Regions from separate parts of the Mus musculus genome. Here region 2 is linked to region 1. The links are chromatin contacts, called in public HiChIP or PLAC-seq maps. All regions are on one chromosome and are shown on one strand. The core of a region is the stretch at or near the end of the contact, and the rest is flanking DNA. Distances in the headings are between cores, read along the strand shown. Region 1 holds the start of Mms22l (MMS22-like, DNA repair protein). Region 2 overlaps Mms22l (MMS22-like, DNA repair protein).

Region 1 (4,005 bases), core at 592-3,091:
CATGTTTTCTTTTTAATTGTATAATTTTACTGTTAGCGTAGTCATATGCATCAATTAGATTCAACTGGGAGCTAGTACTATCCAAATCTTTTATAGCCGTATTAATTTTCTATTGTCAATTATTATCAATTGCAGAGACATTTCAATTTTCTAATTAAGATTGTTAGGTGGATGTGGTGATGAATGCTTGTAGTCTAAGCTACTTGAGAGGTTAAGACAAGAAGACTAGGAAATTGGGGGCAGCTGGACAAAATACCAGCATTTCATCTTTACAAAACAATATTATTTGAATATTTCTGTTGTAACAGTATTATGTTATATTAATAAATATATAATAGCTATTTCTATCTATGGAAGCTTATACTTAAGTTCTTAACATTTCTATATCTTGTCAAAATTAAGATAAAAATAATTACAATTTTGTCTGATTCAAAGAAGAGTCTCTAACTTCTCTTTAGTTCTTTTCATTTCTAACCTGGACTACATACACTTGATAGGCTACACCCTTGCTTTGCGCTTTGGTTTGTTTTGGCCGACAGGAGTGAAACATGGGATGTGGTTTACTCCTTTCAGTGTTTCCCCCACTTGTCTGTGGTGGGACAGTTGTGTTTGTCTGTGAAGGCAACCACTGTTGTGTGACGATAAGTTAGGTGACTGCATCCTACAGGCACAGGTCTCACTCCTCTCTAGTAATCCGTGTTGATCCTTACTTTTCTGCTCAAGAATGATAATTGTCTCTATTAGCTGTGGGTGCCTAGTCATCCCATTTTGGGATCCAGTAACCATGGACACACCTTTGTAAGTGACCATTTCATTAAGTATCACCTTAATTGGCCTCTGTCATTTCTTTAGTTCTTCCCACTCCATGATTCACATAAGTTGAGCTCACATAATCAACATCAGGTATTTAAACAAACACAACAGACAAGAGTGTACTGGAATGTTGATGGGAGGAAGAAAAATGGCCGTATGGTATGTTGTCCTAATTGCAGTGCCAACACTAGGTATTCTCATATTCAGAAAACATACTCTTGACATCACTGTGGAAGAGACCTTCATGATACAATACTCATCACCAGCTATCATCAGCAGTCAACAAAAAAAAGCATCAGGTCTCAGAGTACCTCAACTGGGCTGCACAAATACATGTACTATAGTAGCCCTACACTGCAGTGGGAATTTTTTTTTTCTTCCGCTTCATCCCACATGTCATTTGAAAATACGTTGATTTTAACATCTAAGAGTTAGGGTAGGTTCCCTATGAAGTGGATGCCCGCAAGTAAAGCAATATATTTAAATGCAGCAGGCATTTGAATCCCCATGCCCCCCACCCCCATCTCAAGACAGTAATATTCGAGTCAACTTTAAAGAACACTTTAATAAGGAAAATGGATCGGAAAATATTTTTACAAAATTGTAACTCTTGTCCAGAGTTACAATGTATTGCAAAGGGAGCAAAAGTTGTTATGTCTGAGGAAAAAAAGCCATCTAACTTAGTCAATGTGTCCCTTGTGTTCTGGGTCACTGCTGCAGAGCAGAAGGCATCCAACACAGGAAAGCCGGGGTGGGCCCCAGGGCAGGAAGAGGGTGGCCGGGCTGCGGGAGGCCGAGGCAGGCGCGGGGCTCTCCAGAGCCCGGCCTGAAGCTGATCCCCGCCGTTCGCAGACCCTACTTCCAGGCTTCAGCGGAGAGCTGGCCACCTCGCAAACTCTCAACGGTACGGAGAACCGTGAAGAGCGAATCCCTGGACTTGTCCGGGCCGACGGGCTCTCGCGAGATCTCGGTCCGCGCCAGTGAGGACTCGCGAGAGGGCGGCGCCGGAGGCGGGGCACGCCGTGGCGGGAATTTCGCCTGCTTCCGGTTTCCTCTGCCCGGCGCTGCGTTCCGCGTTCTAGGTTTGCGGGGGCCTGCGGTTTTCCCGCGCGCTCGCCCGCCCCGAACGCCGCGCTGGGACTGAGGGAGACGGAGGGAGGCGGCGGGGCTGCGTGCTCCATCCGGGCCGTGCGGGGAAACCAGCCTGAGGAGGTGCGCGAGGGCCTCAAAACCCACGGCAGCCCGGAGGGAGCGAGGGCGGCGTTGGAAGGCTTGGCGGCTCCGGCGCCTGCGGGACGCCCGGAGGATTCTGGACCTGTTGCCTTCAGCTTCTCTGCTTTCACGTTGGTTTCCCCGGGTGCTGAGGGCACATTTTGGATCTCCGAGGTAGCTCCTTACCGTACTTTCAGCCTCTTGCAGCTTGTCTTCGGAGCCCGAACGTAACTGCCCGGAACCGCGGTGGCATTGCAGAGCAGGATGTAAATAATGGATGGCTGTTCAGCAGCGTCGACCTTCTTGACTGACAGCTTAGAGCTGGAGCTGGGGACAGAGTGGTGCAAACCCCCCTGCTTTTCTTGCGCTTTTGACAACAGAGAAGGAAAATTCTCTGGAGAGTCCTACCTTGCCAGTGGCGCCCTTAAGCGGTAGGTTAAAAAACAAACAAACAACAAAAAACCGAATTGAAGGTCCCCACCCCCAGCAATGTTGATTATCACCAATGTCTAACGTAGGTGCTCAGCAAGCCTCGTTTTACATACGCTTAGTATATAGAAGAACTTTCTGGATAATTGATAATCTCTTAGGAGTGGGTAGCTGGATATTTAATTTACTTAGACTGGTTTCAGAGCAGCCTAGTCTCTTGGAACTTGTATTTCCTTTTAAGGGGTAATAGTTATCTATAAGTTTTCAGTAGTTTATAAGTAGAACCTGATAGTTTTTGTTGCACGGGTTCTTTCCATCCAAAGCATCGGCATACAGAATTCATAGACACATTAGTCGAATGAATATTACAATAAAATTGCTGTTCTTGAATTATTTAGGTAATGCCCTTTGAGGAAACTTCATTAAAGAAAACCATTTTTTGTTGATTGTATGATTATACCTTGTTAATAATTTGTTAATAACCTTAAACCACATTAGGTATCTATATGATGTCATTCTTCCTAATTCGGAATATTTGGTGTTCTGAAAACCCATTTTCTTGTTCAAAGATAAATTACTGTGACCTCAGACCACTTTGTATATTGCTTGGACTCCATTTAGATTTTCCTTTTGGACACAACATAAGGTGTCAAGTAACCCCTCCCCCCCCCCCCCAACACACACACACATACACATATACATATGTGTTTGTGCGCGTCATCATGGCATGTATAGTCTGGATTCAAATGATTTAAGTCATTGTTTTCATTACAGGTTAATTTTAAATCTTGATCCATTACCAACTAATTTTGAAGAGGATACAGTAGAACTATTTGGCTTCCAATGGGTTACAGAAACAGCGCTAGTCTATTCCTGTAGAGAGCTCTTTCATTTATTCAGGTATGTATGTGTCTATTTTTAACTCTAATGCTGTCTAGTTTTATATTGCTGCTTTTCCACTACTGATTACAAAAGCAGGGAAATTGCTCTTTTTTATTGCTTTGCTGGTGGTCTTACCAGGAAACACTCAAGCAGTTATGACTGATAAATAATGGTTTTAAGGAGTTGTTTATATTGTGTATATTGATAAGCGAAATCCTTATCAATATATATGTGTGTGATTTAATCTCTAGATTAAATTAGTCTCTGATTAAATTAATCACATGTGATTCTAGAGATCTAATCTAGGTTATTGTATATGTTAGGCAAGCATCATACTACTGAGCACTGAATACCTGCACTGTGTATAATGTACATATTCTCTATATAACATATTGTATATGCATTGTTTTTGTTTCTAAGACAGGGCCTCAACTCTAGCCAATGTGTAGCCTAGGTCAATGACCTAAAACTTACACAGCAATCCTTTCTTAGTCTGTGATGCTGGGATTACAAGCATGAACCATCATAGATAAAGATTTGAACTACGTGCCATGAACCCTCATAAAGAGATGTCGGTGTATCTTTGATGTAGTAGATGCTGTCAATTTTTTTTCTTTGTAGGTCAACACAATCATGCATGAATGTTTTGAGTATCTGTATGTATTGTAT
Region 2 (4,005 bases), core at 560-3,059, 100 kb after region 1:
GCTTTATCCTTCCCTGCTTTAAGGCTTTGCCTCCGCCAGTCTCTTCATTAAAAAGCTGTCCCTCTGGACTCCTGTTTGTTCTTTATAAGCCTGCACCTAATACCACAGGGTAGCATATGTCTTGTACGACCCAACTTTCAGGTTCTGAATAATTTTTGCCTTAGTTGGATCTTTCATTTCCAGCAAGACTATAGTAATCTGTTATAGTGTGCCAGACATTGCTTGGTTTTAATATTGTTTCATGACAAATGGGTAAGTGAATTCAAGTCCCTATCACCAAGTTAAGACCCTGGCTTAGTATCTCAGCTGGGATTCTCAGATTTCTGTTGTATTTCATGTTTAGCTAAGGATGGGCTTATTCTTCTTTCCATAGTAGGTTCTAGTTGACCAGAAACGTGTGTGGGTGTTTGGTTTCAATATTCAGCAGAAATAGAGGTGGGTTCCTGTGGCTCCTCTAGTCTGCCCTTTTCTACTGTGTGATCTGTTTGAGTTAGGCTGCTTGCTCAGAATTTCTGATGCTTCTGTCCTTATGTTTGTCAAAAAGCACTACTCACATGGATTAATATTGTTCCCTTTTTGGGGTGTAATCATATCTAACTTCTTCACTAGATAATGAGTCTGTGGTTTGTTCTTTTTTACATAATTGTATATGCTTATTTTTAATTTGCTTGTGGTGTCTAGTATGTGCCAAATAAAGGTTTATTTGGGGCATTAGTAATTCAGCAGTGCACAGAACAAAATGAATACTACTTCAGAGAGTTGATGTATCTAGGACTGTAAAATCTCAATCTGGGATTGAGAGTCACTGTGTAGGTGGAACAAGAGTGATTCTGAAGTGTAGTTCCTTGAATGAATTTTAAGCTCTAGTGTTCACTGTGTCTCCTTATGTACTGTTAGTTTTCAAACAAATATGTGTGTATATATATGTAGTTGGAACCAGGTAGTATTTGGGTTTGGGAATGTACCTCAGTGTTAGGAAGCTTGCCTACTTTGTAAGTTCATCAGCACAATTAAAAATATAGTGGGGTGAGGGTTAAATAATATTTGACCAACTCTGATAATGTCTAGATTTTTTTTCAAAAGAAACTCAACACTTGTCACACTTACTCATTTTCTGAACAGTGACCAGAACTAGTTCTAAGCAGTTAAGTGGGAAGCTGAGTAAAGGAGGTTGTTAGTCTTACAACCTCTCTTGAATTTTAATGTTCCAATTTATTGTACCCTGAGAGATGATATTCAATCTAAAGTTAGTTCTCTAAATTCCTACTGGAAGAAAGAAAGGTAAAGCTAGAACTGGAAGCTAATTCCTAGTATAGTCCTTTTATTTATTTAGAAACATAAGACCCCCTACTAAATTCTAAATAAATAAATGTGAGGGGAGATTTATTTATGCAAATTTGACATTAGAGGAAATGTTGATTCGTGGCAAAACTGAGAAGGGATATGAGACATCCGTGGGAAGAGGAGAAAACAAGTTAGCAATTAGGTTAGGTAAATTCAGTCTACAGCTAAGTTGCTTTAAGTTTCTTTATATCCCTACTACCTTTCAGAGCACACAACACACCAAAATGGTCTTTAAAGTTAACATGACAGACTACCTACATTGTTTTTTAAAAATATACTTTACTTAAGGAAATCATTTTGACAGTTATCTTTAACATACATGGCATTTGATTCTGCTCAGTAGAGCTTTAAATAGAAGAAAACTCAACTAAAGTTGCTTCTTTTCAGGAAATCCTACCTTGAGTTCAAAGGGTCCTCACCCCCTCCTCGATTAGCATCCGTATTGGCCTTCGTCCTTCAGCTCTTCAAGGACACCGAAATGGGTGCCTGTGACCTTGAGCTGCTCCTTCCTGGCATCCTGAAATGTTTGGTGTTGGTAAATGAACCCCAAGGTTGGTTTCATCAGTCTTGATTTTTGTTAGCTTTTTCTGTGTCCAGGCTAAGCGGCTAATTTTCTCATGGGTTAAATTGATATTAGAGGTACAGGGTTATTTTCTATCTCTTAGTATGAATCATGGCTAACGAATCAAATATTGATAGTGGCTGGGCTGAGGTGGGGAAAAAGAATCAAATTCGGATACATTCAGCCTAGTTTATTTAGAGTTTTGTTTTAACCCCTTGAGGCAAGTACTTTATGGGGTATTTCCTTTGATTAGGCTTTTTATGTCCTCAAAAAAAAAATCTGCAGGCTTCCTGTGATGCCACATGGGACTTGTCAAATATCAGGTGGCGAGAGGTCTGTCTCTTCTCTTTAGTTGTCTGCTAGCTGTTTGGGACAAACCTGGCAAGTACCCTTGATTCCAGTCCATGTCCTCTTGGTGTCATCAGCCTTAATTTGCATGATCACTCTAAACTGTGAATCCTGCCGCCCCCCCCCCCCCCCACATGCTTTTAATAAGCTCGCTGAGAATGCAGAACAGGAATCCTAGCTCTGTCCTGATAAGCAGTTAGGCCATTGTGTTTGTGAAGAGGGTGTGTGTGTGTGTGTGTGTGTGTGTGTGTGTGTGTGTTGTAACTCGCTAAGATGAGTTTACAAGGTAGGCTGGGGATCTGAGAGCAATCCCCAAAGTGGTGGTGGAAAGTCTTTTCTCAAAAAGGTTAACATTTTTTTAAATATATATTCATTTCAGTGTTTGTAGTATTCCTGTCTGTTCTTAGTCTGATTCAGGAAAAGAGTGTCTATTACACTTCCGTATGGTGCTATCACTTGGTAGGAGGACGTGCCCTCTGGTGGCTCTTAGAAACACTGTCCTTGTTAAACTTCAACATGTTGAAGTGCATCGAAAGCCTTGCACTTCTTCATTCAAGGTTTGCTTCCTCAGAGCAAACAGCACTGCAGTCGTACAGTTATGGTTTGATTTCCTGTGGTTTCACCTACTACATGTTATCCACCATAGGTCAACTGTTAATACTAACTGGAAAATTCTGGAAGGAATGATTCATAAGTTTTAAATTATATGCCATTTGAATAGCATTATCTATATTGGATTCCACCAGCTCTCAGAAAACATGTCTCTGAGACAGAAGTAGATAAGCTCCCTTACCTAGGGGAAGCAGATGATAACTAGAGTGTAGGCTTTCTTGCTGAGATAACAAACGTGGTACAAACATGACTCTGGCAATCCTTGCACAGCTCTGACAATACTAAGAATTGCTTCACTGTATGTGAGACGTCTATTTCCACACACTGAATCATGTAAACTGCACCAGTTTGGAGACACATTTGATGGGGCCAAAACAAGAGTTTCCAATCTTCTGCTGCATGTGGTAGTGCACACCTTTAGTCCCAGCACTCAAGAGGCAGAGGCAGGTAGATCTCTGTGAGTTCAAGGACAGCTTAATCTACAAAATGAGTTCCAGGACAGCAAGGTCTGCACAGAGAAACCTTGTCTCAGAAGGAAAAAAAAAGCATGCTAAGTTTTCTACGTACTCTGTTCAGGTCTTCTATTAACACAGCTTCTATTAGTCAGCTTCACATTAGCTTACCGAATAATAAAGTATGGGAAGGAAGGTTTGCTTGCCTCTCTTTTGTAAGCTTCAGTCCGTAATTGGTTGGCCTGATTTAAGGTGAGACAGTGATCATGGGGTACACACATGGAGGCACAATGCTCACCTGCCACAGTGGAAACAGTGAAGAAAAGGAAGAGAAGAGGCACGCTTTCCTCTGCCCCGAGGGCTGGTGACCAGTATCTAACACATAAGCCTGTGGCATATTTAAGATCCAAATTGCACCAGTATTTTTGCACTGTATGTTCAGGCACACCATTTTAAAGAATTTAGTTAAATAAATAATACAAAAGTTTGGCTAAGTTGAAGCAAAGGTGCATTAGTTGGGCTAGTTTGCTACTTAAAGGTTTGTAAGGGATAAAAGGTGTGTTGCCGGGCATGGTGGCGCACACCTTTAATCCCAGCACTTGGGAGGCAGAGGCAGGCGGATTTCTGAGTTCAAGGACAGCCAGGGCTACAGAGAACCTGTCTCAAAAAACCAAAAATATATTAAAT

The links. HiChIP or PLAC-seq counts read pairs in DNA pulled down with a chosen protein or histone mark.
Region 2: an H3K27ac HiChIP or PLAC-seq map of embryonic stem cells shows a contact between it and region 1, with 5 read pairs. The contact joins the enhancer-like site here to the promoter of Mms22l in region 1. A contact is called at or near these places in 1 of 39 promoter capture datasets (second pharyngeal arch cranial neural crest), 9 of 484 Hi-C or Micro-C datasets (the CH12 cell line, the G1E-ER4 cell line, LSK cells and 3 more), 6 of 115 datasets of contacts at active chromatin or transcription factors (the SCID.adh cell line, bone marrow-derived macrophages, embryonic stem cells and 1 more) and 3 of 9 other capture datasets (adipose tissue, liver and pancreatic islet).

The regions. Positions count from the first base shown.
Region 1 is chr4:24,494,610-24,498,614 of GRCm38.p6, forward strand. It overlaps Mms22l (MMS22-like, DNA repair protein), which reads left to right and starts at 1,842. Exons shown (of 24, transcript NM_199467.3): 1 at 1,842-2,456; 2 at 3,229-3,354. The coding sequence starts at 2,299.
Region 2 is chr4:24,594,407-24,598,411 of GRCm38.p6, forward strand. Mms22l (MMS22-like, DNA repair protein) reads left to right here. Exons shown (of 24, transcript NM_199467.3): 21 at 1,732-1,895. Among named protein-coding and RNA genes, the nearest start is that of Gm31436, 72 kb to the right of the region's middle. Within about 2 kb of position 1,810, at least 4 of the 459 cell types and tissues checked have an H3K27ac peak or open chromatin away from gene starts, as enhancers often do. A contact at or near this core is called in the G1E-ER4 cell line and embryonic stem cells, where this site is marked.